3 separate regions of the Mus musculus genome follow, and regions 2 and 3 are each linked to region 1. A link is a contact called in public HiChIP or PLAC-seq data. All regions are on one chromosome and are shown on one strand. Each heading gives the region's core, a stretch centred on a gene start, on an enhancer-like site or on the middle of the called end of the contact. The rest is flanking DNA. Distances are from core to core; before and after follow the strand shown.

Region 1 (4,126 bases), core at 817-3,316:
TTGAACATAAAGTCCTGAATTTCAAATCTAAAAGCAGTTCCAATTTTTCCTTCTAAGGTACGCGAGTCAATGTGACAATGGCAACGTCAGAAACACCACCCAGTATTATTTATTTAACGTGACATACACTGATTTAATTACAAGAAGTCTTATAACCAAAATAAAACTATATGCTAATTAGAATTAAAAAGTGAGTTATAACAACTGATTTTTTTATACTTACCTGGGATGACCAATCCAAACAACTAACAACTCGATGCTTTGACCAACGCTCATCAAAGAACTGTCGATTTAATGACAGCTTAGCACCTGCTTGAATCTCCCTACAGGAAAAGATCACCCCCCCCAGAAAAGACAGCATTATAACTTGTGTCATTCTTAATATTAACATACTTTTAAGGCTGCAGAAGCTATGACCTTAAGAACTAAATATTACCCTTCTTTGTCTTCCAAGTCTCTCCCACTGTAGTCAAAGAAGATGTTAATCTGCTCAGAAAGGGCTCTTTCTACAATTCTCGTAGAATGGTCAAAGAAACTTAAAAATTCTTCTGAGTGTAAAATCTGTTGCTTTTCTTCTTCAGTTAGTTCATGAGGTGGAGCTGGAAAAAGAGTTTGTCTTTGTTTTTAAAGTATGATTTAGGCCAATTAAATCCTGTCAACTCACTATTATAATATGGTTCAAGAAATGCCACATATTCTTTTGAAATGAAACTCACCTCTGATTTAGAGCATTTTACTCTACTTTAACTCATAAATAATAAAACAAGTTTAAAAAGAACTCAGCAAAACAGAAATAAAACAAAAATTCCTTAAGTATGTTAAGGTACCTTTGCTATCATTCTCTTCGTCTTTTTTCAAAGTTTTCTCTTCTTCAGGTTCAACAGGAGGTTTAGGAGTTGCTACATCATCTTCCTCCTCCTCATCTGAACAATAAACAAAGACTAGCTTAATACAGACAGCTGTAGATTGACTCTGAGGCAGTATCTCAGAGGCATCACAACTCTCCCAAGGTGAAGCACTTGTAAAGACAGCCACAAACAGTGGAATTTTACCAGCACCAACTTAAAGAATGAAAGGGAAACTTGAATTTTAAGATACCTGTGGTACCTCATCAAGGGTTATCCTATTCTGTAGCCATGTGAAGCACGAGTGAGCTATAAGAAGGATGAGCTCCTCATGGAGTCTGAGCTTACAAGCATTACTATTCTAGACAGAACAACATGCGACTCCTCCACAGTTCTGTGGAGCATGCTGACACATTAATGCGGCAGAATGAAGAAAATCAAATGTCTAAAACAGCCCACAGAGCTGGATGCTTCCTTGTGATCTGAAACCATCAGTGTCTGATGGGTCTTCCTGGGACATAACGATGCTTACATTAACTCTCAGGTTGCTATTTGAGAGGCAGATTCTAAAGATAATAGCTTTGAGATCACATTTTCTATTCTGTCATTTTAAATGCGAGTCTCATTATCTATCACTGTGTGATGTGCAATAAGCACTTAACACAGTTTTCTTTAATTTTAATAAAAATAAATGAAGATATACAATGTTTATAAGACTTTTAAAAATTATCAAATCTCATGAATCCCCAAACTAGTATAAACTTGAAATAATTTATTTAAAAATGTTACAGGACATATAGGTTATATAATCCTGTCTACCATCTCTTTTTGCTACAAACTAAGGTAGAAATCATAAAAAGGGGGGACGGGGGAAGCATGTATTTTTCTTGCCCACATACATCTTAGTTGTGTATCAGGGAATGGCAGCAGGCATCTGCAACAGAGTCCATCTCCAGTAATGAAAGCCTATTCAGAAAGGGGCTTTCCTTGTCTGTTATAGTCATTTCCCTGACCCATGTACAAAATGATCTAACACACACACACACATACAACCTACACAAAAGAACGGTCAAGGATGGGACCAGCTGCCAAGTCACGGTCCCAGCAGTCAGGCCAGCTGACTAGATAGCAGCAACCAGATGGCACTGCTGGGCTTGTGTCTTTCTGCTGCAAGGTGGCAAGGGGATGGCATAACATTCTTCCGCTTGACTGCTTCCAATCCTGTGTCTCTCCCCAATGGTGAGCCTGTGCAATTACCCACACTCCAGGAGGCTACAGACAAGCCTTTACCCTGCAAACAAAATGCAGCTTGTAGGCCACACCAGCTGCCAAACCACACACAGTGTTAGATTTAGAGAGCTAAGAAAACCTTTCCAACTCTATAGTCTAAGCAATAAAAATATAACTGTACCTGTGCAGAGAAAGCTTTAAATGACACTGTATAACGCACACAATGATACAACCTCCAACTTAATCAGAATGATAATGACGTATGCCAATCCTACATTACTTGAAATTGAGCGATTTTTACGTCTGACAAGTTTACAGAACTGGGATAAATGGCACGAGTGATTTCAATATATGCTCATACTTTTGAACCAAATGGTGAAGGTTAAAATTTTTCCTTTCAAGGGCCTCAATCAGCCACAAAGGAAAACAGTAATCACTGTCTTTTCAGCCAGCCCAACCGCATTTGTCAGCCCTTTCTCCGTCAATGCAGCCAGAGCAATCAACCTGCCAAACATTCAGAATGGAAAAACAATCTGAAAATACAGGGTATAATGCACCTGCCAGTGAAAATGGCCATTTCAAGAAAAGCTAGTGATCTCAGTGACCCTGCTGAGGAGGCGGTGGCGCAAAGGGGAAAGAACACGTAAAAGAATTCTTAGTGATCGCCACTCTCTTGCACACTGACACTTCCTTACAAAGCATGCCAATTACAGCTTTTGTGCTACTTAAAAAAATGAAAGCTTTTTTGGGGCAAAATAATCACATAGAGAAACAGAAAGACACTACTCCTTCTTAGATGAATTCTCATACACAAAGGATTATTAATCTGAAAACAGTGTGTCTGATGGTGACTCTATCTTGTACTGTTCCAACATTAGGATGCAACTCTGCCAGAGAAAAATCTTCAGGGATACCGAAATGAAATAATTTAATTACATTTATTTATAAGCTGAGTTCTAGAATAACTTAACATGAGTGTTGCTCTCATACCACTGTGGGTTTCTTTCTCCTTTCTTTTCTTTTTACATTTAGTATGAGAAAAAAACATACCTCAGCTTTTGCTAATACCATCAGCTTTCCTAATTCTATTAACTACCAGGTTCACTGTATGTAAATTCTAAAACTAAGGATATAAAGTCTCCCTAGATCCAGCACAAGTCCTTCTCGAGCATGGTGACTTATAAATGACAGACTCCAGCCCATATTGTCTCCTCCCTCTACTTGGCTGTACTACCCCACTCCTACTTACCATTCCCAAAGATGGGGGTCAAACTCCTGTTGTAATGCATATATATATGTATGTATATATATATATATATATGTATATATATAGTCAGCATATTTTAGTGCTAAGTGACTGCATAATGTGCATATTTAACAGGAAAGATTTCATACAGACATTCTTTCCTTCTGAAACATTAATGTGGATAGTGTGTTAGCCGCTGATCTGTGTATGTTTGCTACACAACATTTGCCAACACAGGTGGATGGTTAACAGCAATTCCTTAAACACAACCCTTAGAATTCCATTTTAGAATCAATAAACTGATATCCTTTTCTATAATGATTAACCATGGACTTAAAAACTGTAATTAATACTTAAACCAAGTTTCAGAAAGGCCATTTAAGTAATTATCCAAGAATATAAAAGCAAACATTAGGCTGCTCTAAAAAAACTCTACAAAAATAGACTATTTTCACTATAAAGGATATTTTCAGTAATTACCTACTATGTGTGTGTATCTATACACATACATGTATAATAGGTTATTTACTACACACATGCACACATATATGTATGTCAAGTACAAGATTGTTTCTCTGAGTCAATATGCCCTTCTTAATAAGTATTTTTACAACCATGCTATCATAGGACCACTAATGAAGCCCCAGATTTCAACACCACAGTTGTAAAGCTTGCCTCCGACACTCCCTGTTACATGGTAAGCTATAACATACTTAAAACTGGAAGAAGGTAAGGGATCAGGAAGACTGCCAGCCACATCACTTTACTGATGAATATTCATTGCTCCGTGCTAAGTGATTAACTC
Region 2 (4,090 bases), core at 72-2,571, 180 kb before region 1:
TCAAAATATAAAACACACTTTAGAGACTATGTCTTCTGGGCTAGAGGTCAAGTCAGCAGTCAAGTATGCATATTGCTCTTGAGAGGATCTGAGTTCAGCTCCCAGGGTTCAAGTCAGGCATCTTCCAACCTCTCACTAACTCCAGTTCAGGCAACCAGAGTCCCTCTTCTGTTTTCTGTGGGTGCTTAAACTCATATGCACACCCACACAGAGACACAAGCATTGTTACATAATTAAAAGAATAATAAATCTTTTAAAAAGTATCTTCTATTAAGGAACTACTCCGCTCCCCCAACTATGGTTTAAAATTAACACATGGGTATCTTCTAAGTGATGTAATCTTTGCCAAATAAGTTAAACAAATAAGTTACAGCATACTTAGCACGCATCTATATCTGATCACAATTTCCCCAAATATATTTACTTCATTATTTTTAAGTTGTCCACTTTAGTTAGGGATGCAGCCCGATCTCCATAAAAGCTTAGATCTAAAATGTACCCTAAAAGAAATCTTCAAACAGTCCTCTAAAGTCCCCAGATGAATACTGACACTTAAGACAGAAATAAAACTAAGATATTTGAGAAAGGCTCTTCTAGTAACATAAAATTTTACATACCTGTAATATCAAGAACTGTAGGAAATGAAATGTAGTATCTATGAACTGTTTCAAGAAGTTGAGCACCGTGGCCCTGACCTTGAAATGGAGTCAGTATCAGCATCTGACTATAGTAAAAATAAATAAATAAATAAATCTAAATTAAAACATCTTATCATGTCCAGTTGGAAATTGTCAAATTATTGTCGTATGAAAGTTGGTACTTTTTAAAAATCAAACTTGAAGAAACCAAAAAATTACCAACATACACAAAATTAGTCTACTCTGCCTCAGTTTCAAAGAGAACAATAAAATAAATCAGTACATAGCCAATGAATGGTGATTTAAAAACAAAAAACAAATCAACATTACTATAACAAGTATTGGAAACTTCAGCAGTTCCTTCTGAAATAAAAGACAAGGCACGTGTTATACTGCCAATTACCTTACACGTGGCCGGGTTTTGTCTGGGTACACATAGTAATTATAGACTGTCATGTAGCCTACGGTCGCAAAGAGCGTAGCTCCATCCTTATTATACTTCTCAAATCTGCAGATAAAACAGAAAGCCAAGCAGGTCAATTACAGTCGCGCTCCCATGCAGTGTCCATTTTCTTTTCCATTCTCTGACTGAATTTTCAGTGTCAGCAAGCTACTCTGTGAGGGCCCAATGGGTACACCTGCTATGTTCTGAATGTACAATTCACTTAATTGGTGTGCAGCAACTTGGATAAATCAGACCTCTTTACATCACTTCAGTGCACTTGCCTATTATAAAGATGAATAGGTGGCAAGTAAAAGAAAACACAGGCAAAGCTCATTTTACTGTTTAAGCCTACATTCAGGGCCTTAACGGACAACAGCATTTAATTCAGTTCCATTCTCAAGTCCCCCAAAGCATAATGAAGGCAAACTCAAGCCCCATAAACAATAGTTTTTCTTTCCTGGGAAAAATATCATTATACTGCCCCAATAATTGGGCTGCCACAATTAAAATGCTGGCTTTGTGGAGGTAATAAGGTCCACTGTTGCTTTAGAACTGTACTTACACTAGAAAGTAGTGCCATCTTTCATCATCCACGTCAATAAAGCTAGCAGTTTCAATAAACCACATCAAAAAGGTCTGAAGCCTTTCATGATATTCTCGAAAGCCTCTACATGTCATGTCAGCCTAGGGAAAAAGCCAGGAAAAGTCAGGTGAAACTCATCACAGAGGTAACTGAAAGTCTGTAGAACACAAAACTATCCTGTGGGAAAATGGTTAGAAGTCTCAGATTAAATATGTATACAAACAGACAGTCAAAACAGATCTAGTTAGTGTCAATAAAACCTTTTTATCTCACACTACATTTGCAGAATATAAAATCCCATACAGGTTCCATGCAAAGGGAACTACTTCTTTTTACCTTGTGGATCTGGAAAGTAAAGGTTTCACCTCCTGTCTGACTAGGAACTGTGTATGTATGGAGGAGGGTTCCAAAAGGCTTGAAATTAGTTTCCTTTTCCAGCAAGGAAAGAAAATCATTTGTGTTTGTGCAAAACCCAGGTGGAATGATTTGTCTGATTTTGCCTTCAACATCATCTGCCTGAGGAATAGAGAACAAAGGATAAAAATTAATAAATTTAGTTTTTAACTGAAAATATTTTCTTTTTTTTAAAGTGAACAAAACTGGTTTAGATGTAGTGATTAATCCCAGCACTCAGGAAGCAGAGTCAGGTGGATCTCTGAGTTTGAGGTCAGTCTGGTCTACATAACAAGTTCCAGGCCAGCTAGGGAGCAACCCCATGTTTGAAAACAAAACAAGATTCGTTAATGGACAAAACCAACAGGTATCACACAAAACTTCACAAATAAACTATGTAAGTAAACAATGCGGTGGAACGGGAAAGGATGTTTTATATAAACAAACTACTCTCACACAAATTTGAGATGAACGTTAACAGGAAAACAAATTTAAGAGGCAGGTAGTCTAACATCAAGTGCAAGAGTAATAGCTGTTCCACTGAGATTTCTAACATCATATAGAAAATTATTACCTACCGCCCTTCTGACAATCTTAACAAGCCAAAACAAAAGGCTGCTTGTTATTTTGCACGTGTCAAAGAAACCTTATTATTCAAGACATGAGAAGATAAGCAGCAGTAAGTAAGTGGTAATGCTAGATAGTCTGACCAAATGAATAGCAAAGCAGACAGATAACACCTTCATGTGCTAAACTAAGATGGGAATTTTTTATCTTCACTTAGGAAATAGAAAAATCATATGAATGGTTATATTATCCATTGATCTCCACAATGTGACAACTTTCATAGACTTGGATTTGTGATCGTATAAAAGAGAAAAGACTGGACAACAAAATTAAACTCACAGATTAAAATCACCCTTGTTAAACAAGCTCAATGAATGAAAACTATCAGCTGAGCAGACTTCATAATCCTTTTCAAAACCCCAAAAGACCACTTGATTGAATACATTTACTACTTCTCTTTAACCATGAATATTTGATGAGGTCTTACAATAAAGTATTACTCCTTCTCACCAGGCAATAAAACTTAATGAATTGGTCTCAACTTAACAAAACCGTATCCTTCAATACAGCCCCTAAAAGCCTGACATTACATTCAACAAAATGAGCTTGCATTCTATTCAAACTTTTTCCTGAACAATGAGGCCAGGTTTTTACTTAATGGAGTTTGCCGTGAGTTCAGCTGTAATGTTTGTATTGTATCTATTTCCACAAGGACTGACACAAGAACACTTTGTGTTAACTTACTAAGCAGCTCTTTCATACCGTTTACATGCATGATGGGTATTAGTTCTAAACCAAGACCCTTGCTACTTAGCATTCAAAACAGGGAAATTAAGATGCTTAGGACAAAATACACTACAAAAGGCTAATACAACATGCTACTAATTCCTGTCCTTTCAACCATCTTTTAACTAAGTAGGAGCAATGCACCTGCAGATGAATAGTACTTTATTATCATTCAGTTACATTTTCAGATAGAGATAAGGATGGAGCCTATCACAAATGAGTTTTATTCCCAATGCTTTGATACCAACATTTATATATGATTCATTTATGGTCATAAAAATAACCTATTACTTAAAATAATGCTTTTCAACATCCAGCCTGACTGGTTTTTCTAATGTGTATATCAGTACTTGCAAGTCATCCTCAATTGCAAATAAACTAAATTTAATAAATACTATTTGATAAATATTTTTTGCCTGAAACTGTGAATGTGGAGACATCCAGTTTTCAACAGCTGCACGAGGAAATAGATAATTGCAATAAATTTATATGTAGTGATTTTTTAAAAAGTAGTGATAGGTAAAATACCACAGTATAATTGTAATTCTGGTATTTTAAACCAAACCAAAATCTAAAAATTACTCCAGGGCAATCTCACCATCGTTATTTTAACCTTTAACTTTCCTTATGATCTATCTCCTAAGCAAGGAACACTGAAACGTGATGAATCACTTTACC
Region 3 (4,657 bases), core at 12-2,511, 250 kb before region 1:
TTTAATAATATTCCCACAGACCTGAAATATCTGATGTATAAAATATCTGAAAAATATTTACTGTCTAATATTATATGTATTGAACACTTTTTGAGGTTTAATTCCACCAGAATGTCAAAAGGAAAACCAACTCCCAACATAACAGCCAATTTGTGGCTCAAAAGAGGAAAACAGTGTAAAAATTAATGTGGTATGGTTTACTATAAATGTGTTTTGGGGTGGTCTTCTAAAAGAAGTGTCTTTCTAGCCAGGCAGTGGTGGCACACACCTTTAATCCCAGCACTTGAGAGGCAGAGGCAGGAGGATTTCTGAGTTCTAGGCCAACCTGAGTTCCAGGACAGCCAGGACTGCACAGAGAAACTCTGCCTCGAAAAAACAAAAAAAAACAAAAAACCAACCAAACAAAAAAGTGTCTTTTTAATTTTATATGAGTGCTTTTTTTTAAGATTAATTTATTTTATGTATTTGAGTACACTGTAGCTGTTGGATCTTATTACAGATGGTTGTGAGCCACCATGTGGTTGCTGGGAATTGAACTCAGGACCTCTGGAAGAGCAGTCAGTGCTCTTAACTGCTGAGCCGTCTCTGCAGGCCTCTTTCACTTTTTAATGGAGCACCTCACAATTTTCTGTGTCACCCTTGTACAAAGGTCATACTAACCTCTGCTCATTCCGATTTTACTGTTTGCTGCTGAAGTGAGCACAGCTCTTGGATTCTTGTCGGAACTGACTCCCTTCCCTTGAGCACTCATCAGTTTACTTGGACAGGCTAAATTCCTTTCCTCCTTTGATCGGAATGGAGCTTCCTCAGCAGGTTGCTATGGTAACTGTGCGATGACAGACAGAAAGGAGCAAAGGATAAACCCTCAGTTTGAAAAAAATATGCTTTGGGATGAGCAAGTGATTTACAAAGGGTTCTGAGATCCTAGGTGGGGCCCCAGAGCTGCTGCTTACAGCAAGAACCTACAGCACCCTGCCCCTCCCAGCATCACAGTGGGGCCACCTTGACCACCAAAGCTGACTACAGATGTACCAAGACCTTAGGCAGCATGAAGACTTGAACTCGCGAGGAAGACTCATGCAGCTTAGTGCTGGCGTTTTTCGGGTTAATCCTTGCTGATTTGGTGGTCCACAGCAGGGTCTGTGGAAGGTCTTTTCTTCCGAGTGTAGGTGGAAAAGACCCTCCTCTTTTCAAGCCTCAGTACCTTCTAAACATGGTGTATAGAAACACTCTTACGTTGTGCACGGAGTGGGCGGAGAGATTTCCTGCCAGGGAAAGCTCCTGTCTGCAGAGAATATTCCCCTGGGAAGCTCACCATCACGCTCTTAACACTTACATCAGATGCTATTTCCAATTTTATTTAATTAATTTTTTTCTTTCTTATGCTGAGGATTGAGCCTAGAGCTTTTGCACTGCAGGTTATCGCTCCACCATGCGCACACCCCAGTCTAGAACGCTGCTGCTTTTAGCCCATTACTAAGCTGTATCCAGTCAATGTAGTGCTTAACCCTAAGCACTTACATTGTCCTTGGTAACCTCATTTGTAGAACTCAAATATATTTGTTTTGGTGTACGATCTGCTTGACAAAAACACCTAGATCTCTCCAAAGCCTATTGTTTAAAATGTACCAAGAAGTCTTTGCACAAAAATTCCTGTTTATTAAACAGTGATACAGGAAGAACTTGTTTACATTTCAAGGACTAGCAACATACATCATTTATGACAAAAAAGGCAAGCACTCCATAAGAAATGCTCAATCACTGTCAATCATGAACACTAAAATATACATAAACCAAAGCACGCGCTGTGAACTATATTAAATTCAGCTAAACACAGAATTACCAATGGAACAAACAAAACAACAAATAATTATCAGTGACTCACAGACCTATTTACACAACACACAAAATAACTTGGAAAAGTGTAACCATGGAAACCTGTTAGCCTAAATTTGGTGCCTTCAAATTCTGCATTTACTTAAAACGCCATGCAAAGGATGCCCTTACACACTGTAAATGTTTCAAGGGCTGTCAAAGCTGATCTTTGTTATCAGATCATTCATCAAAATAGTTTCCACAGTAAATTAGTTGTCTTGAAAATTATTCAAACACCAGTTTAATAAAACTATGATAAAAAATGTCAGCCAGTTTTTCCCAAAAAAATTCAGAAGTGTTATTTCCATAATCACTGATTAGCAACTATTTGTAACAAATCCCATAATAGTCGAGTGATATTAAAGCACACTTTGACACACTGCTGTATGCCATCACCACCCCACCTGCTCTTGGGAGAGCTAGAGAGGAACGGTTTTGGCTGGGTCAGTGCGTGCTGTTCACTATCGATTACCATTTGGATAACAGCGTTTGATGCGATAGCCACTCCCATTGTCTTACATCTTCATGATGTAATGTCTAAAGCACTACGTCGTAGCTCACCAGCTCCCTCGCTGAGGATGCAAGGCTCAGTGTGTACGCCCGTTATATAGATGAGCAATGGGTGTTGTTTGACATGACTGAAATGGGTCAACAGTATTATCCTTGACACATTAATCATCCAGACAGCCAGAAGGCAGAGGGGGGAAACTAAAACTAGAGAATCTATTCACACAAGTGACGCTGGCTATTGGCCATATCTAGGATGTGGTTAAAGAGAAGGAAGAGGTACAGACTCTGAACACATGTTTCATTATTTATTCAGAAACCCTAGCTCTATTTCCAGAATTCGAGTGAACACCCACAGAGACAGATTGCTGAGACACTGTATTGTAATTTTAAAAAAAAAAGGCATTTGATGAAAATCTATGTCAAGCAAAGACCTTTTCCATTCAAGAAGAACAAGTACATTTTGAGGAACAGGGTTCCAAGTGAGACTGAGTCCCCGGGGGGGTAGGGTGAGGGCCCTGGAGTGTATAGAGGGAACCAGACAGAGACACACAGGCTCAGAGTCCTCACCGTGGACAATATAACCCCACCTGCATCTGTTTAGGGGTCCTGGGAAGTGGAGAAGAGACAGGAGGAGACGAAATGCAGGTGTCCTAGGATCATCTGACCTAGCCCTGAGTCAAAACAACTACCCGAGGAGGGGCAAAGAAAGTCTGATTATGAAGTTTCACATAGCAACCCTAGTCTCTTTTCCTTCCACCTCATGCTGACCTTGGTACTGGCTGATGTAGGATGGGTTTGGCCTACAAAGCTAGTGACCGGGTCAGAGCACTACCCTCGAAGATAATCATTCCCCTAACTTGTTCCACAGGAGGAATGGAAGTGTTCCCAGTCATTTCTCTCCACAGAGCCCTCTGGTAGGGACTGTGACAACTCAAAGAAAACACTTTCTACACACTATTTCATTCTTTGTGTTTTTCTTTGCTTTCTTTTTCTTTATTTATTTTTAGTTTTTTCCCCTCCTCTGTGCACAGTTGTTGAGTCTGTATTATGTTATGGATCCCTTGGAACTGGAGTTACAGACAGGTGTGAAGTGCCATGCGGTTGCTGGGAATTGAACCCAGGGCCCCTGGAAGAGCAGCTGGTGCTCTTAACCACTGAGCCATCCTCTCTCCAGGCCCTGTTTCTCTTTTCTAGGTAGTCCAAGCTGGGTTTGAGTTAGCCATCTTCTTCCTATCATATTTTACATTTTATGTGCTTATGATTTTATTAAGCATCTATTTTGAAAGTAGTGTATCTCTTTAATCCCAGTAATTGTGTGGCATAGGCAAGTGTATCGCTGAGTTCAAACCAGTGTATCCTGGTCTGCAGAGTTCCAGGAGAGCCAAGGCTACACAGAGAAACCAAGTCTTGACAAGCCCAAAACAAAAACAAAAACAAAAACAAAAACAAAAACAAAAACAAAAACAAGGAAAGAAGGAAGGAAGGGAAGGGAAAGGAAGGGGAGGGGAGGGGAGAAAGAAGTGCATCTCTTTCTCTAGTATATAGAAAACAACTGTCTAACAAAAAATTCTTTCAGGGACCTCACAGTGTTTCCTTAGATAGATAGATCCCACTACACTCTAGGCAAGGATGAATATTTTGTTTTCTTTTCTTTCATTGGATATTTTCTTTATTTATATTTCAAATGTTTTCCCCTTTCACGGTTTCCCCTCCAGAAACTCCCTATCCCCTCCCCCTCCCCCTGCTTCTATGAGGGTGCTCCCCGACCCATCCACCCACTCTCACCTCCTTGCCATGGCATTCCCCTACACTGGGGCATCGAACCTTCTCAGGACCAAGGGCCTCTCCTCCCATTGATGCCTGACAAGGCCATCCTCTGCTACATATGCAGCTGGAGCCATGGGTCCCTCCATGTGCACTCTTTGGTTGGTGGTTTAGTCCCTGGGAGCTCTGGGAGATCTGGTTGGTTGATACTGTTGCTCTTCCTATGGGGTTACCTGGGGGGTCTGGTTGGTTGATGTTGTTGCTCCTCCTAGGGAGTTGCAAACCCCTTCAGCTTGCCAAGGATGAATATTAAGGTAGATTTTTTTTTTAACTTTGCATAATTTCACTTACAGTTTCCTTTCCTCCCCAACTTGCTTTTGGTCATAGGGTTTCACTATAGAAATAGTAACCATAACTAAAACAAGTAGTTTTTGTTTTGTTTTGTTTTTTTAAATTTAGAGAATACTTTATTAAGTTTCCACCCTCCCTCCCTCCCTCCCTCCCTCCC

Evidence for each region. HiChIP or PLAC-seq counts read pairs in DNA pulled down with a chosen protein or histone mark.
Region 2: an H3K4me3 HiChIP or PLAC-seq map of embryonic basal ganglia shows a contact between it and region 1, with 2.5 times the contacts expected there. The contact joins two enhancer-like sites. A contact is called at or near these places in 14 of 484 Hi-C or Micro-C datasets (the G1E-ER4 cell line, the N1E-115 cell line, Sertoli cells and 8 more), 1 of 115 datasets of contacts at active chromatin or transcription factors (embryonic basal ganglia) and 3 of 9 other capture datasets (embryonic tail, embryonic trunk and liver).
Region 3: a contact with region 1 is called in an H3K4me3 HiChIP or PLAC-seq map of embryonic basal ganglia, with 2.7 times the contacts expected there. The contact joins two enhancer-like sites. A contact is called at or near these places in 5 of 39 promoter capture datasets (the C10 cell line, the HPC-7 cell line, cranial neural crest and 2 more), 2 of 115 datasets of contacts at active chromatin or transcription factors (embryonic basal ganglia and liver) and 1 of 9 other capture datasets (liver).

Annotation. Positions count from the first base shown.
Region 1 is chr2:71,243,486-71,247,611 of GRCm38.p6, reverse strand. Dync1i2 (dynein cytoplasmic 1 intermediate chain 2) reads right to left here. Exons shown (of 16, transcript NM_010064.4): 6 at 828-923; 7 at 437-599; 8 at 224-323. Among named protein-coding and RNA genes, the nearest start is that of Dync1i2, 34 kb to the right of the region's middle. Within about 2 kb of position 2,066, at least 59 of the 459 cell types and tissues checked have an H3K27ac peak or open chromatin away from gene starts, as enhancers often do. A contact at or near this core is called in embryonic basal ganglia, where this site is marked.
Region 2 is chr2:71,418,267-71,422,356 of GRCm38.p6, reverse strand. Hat1 (histone aminotransferase 1) reads right to left here. Exons shown (of 11, transcript NM_026115.4): 5 at 2,003-2,182; 6 at 1,646-1,767; 7 at 1,042-1,146; 8 at 618-724. Among named protein-coding and RNA genes, the nearest start is that of Hat1, 31 kb to the right of the region's middle. RefSeq lists an enhancer at 286-3,878. Within about 2 kb of position 1,321, at least 6 of the 459 cell types and tissues checked have an H3K27ac peak or open chromatin away from gene starts, as enhancers often do. A contact at or near this core is called in embryonic basal ganglia, where this site is marked.
Region 3 is chr2:71,491,320-71,495,976 of GRCm38.p6, reverse strand. All of the region lies in intron 1 of Metap1d (methionyl aminopeptidase type 1D (mitochondrial)), which reads right to left. Among named protein-coding and RNA genes, the nearest start is that of Dlx1, 36 kb to the left of the region's middle. Within about 2 kb of position 1,261, at least 16 of the 459 cell types and tissues checked have an H3K27ac peak or open chromatin away from gene starts, as enhancers often do. A contact at or near this core is called in embryonic basal ganglia, where this site is marked.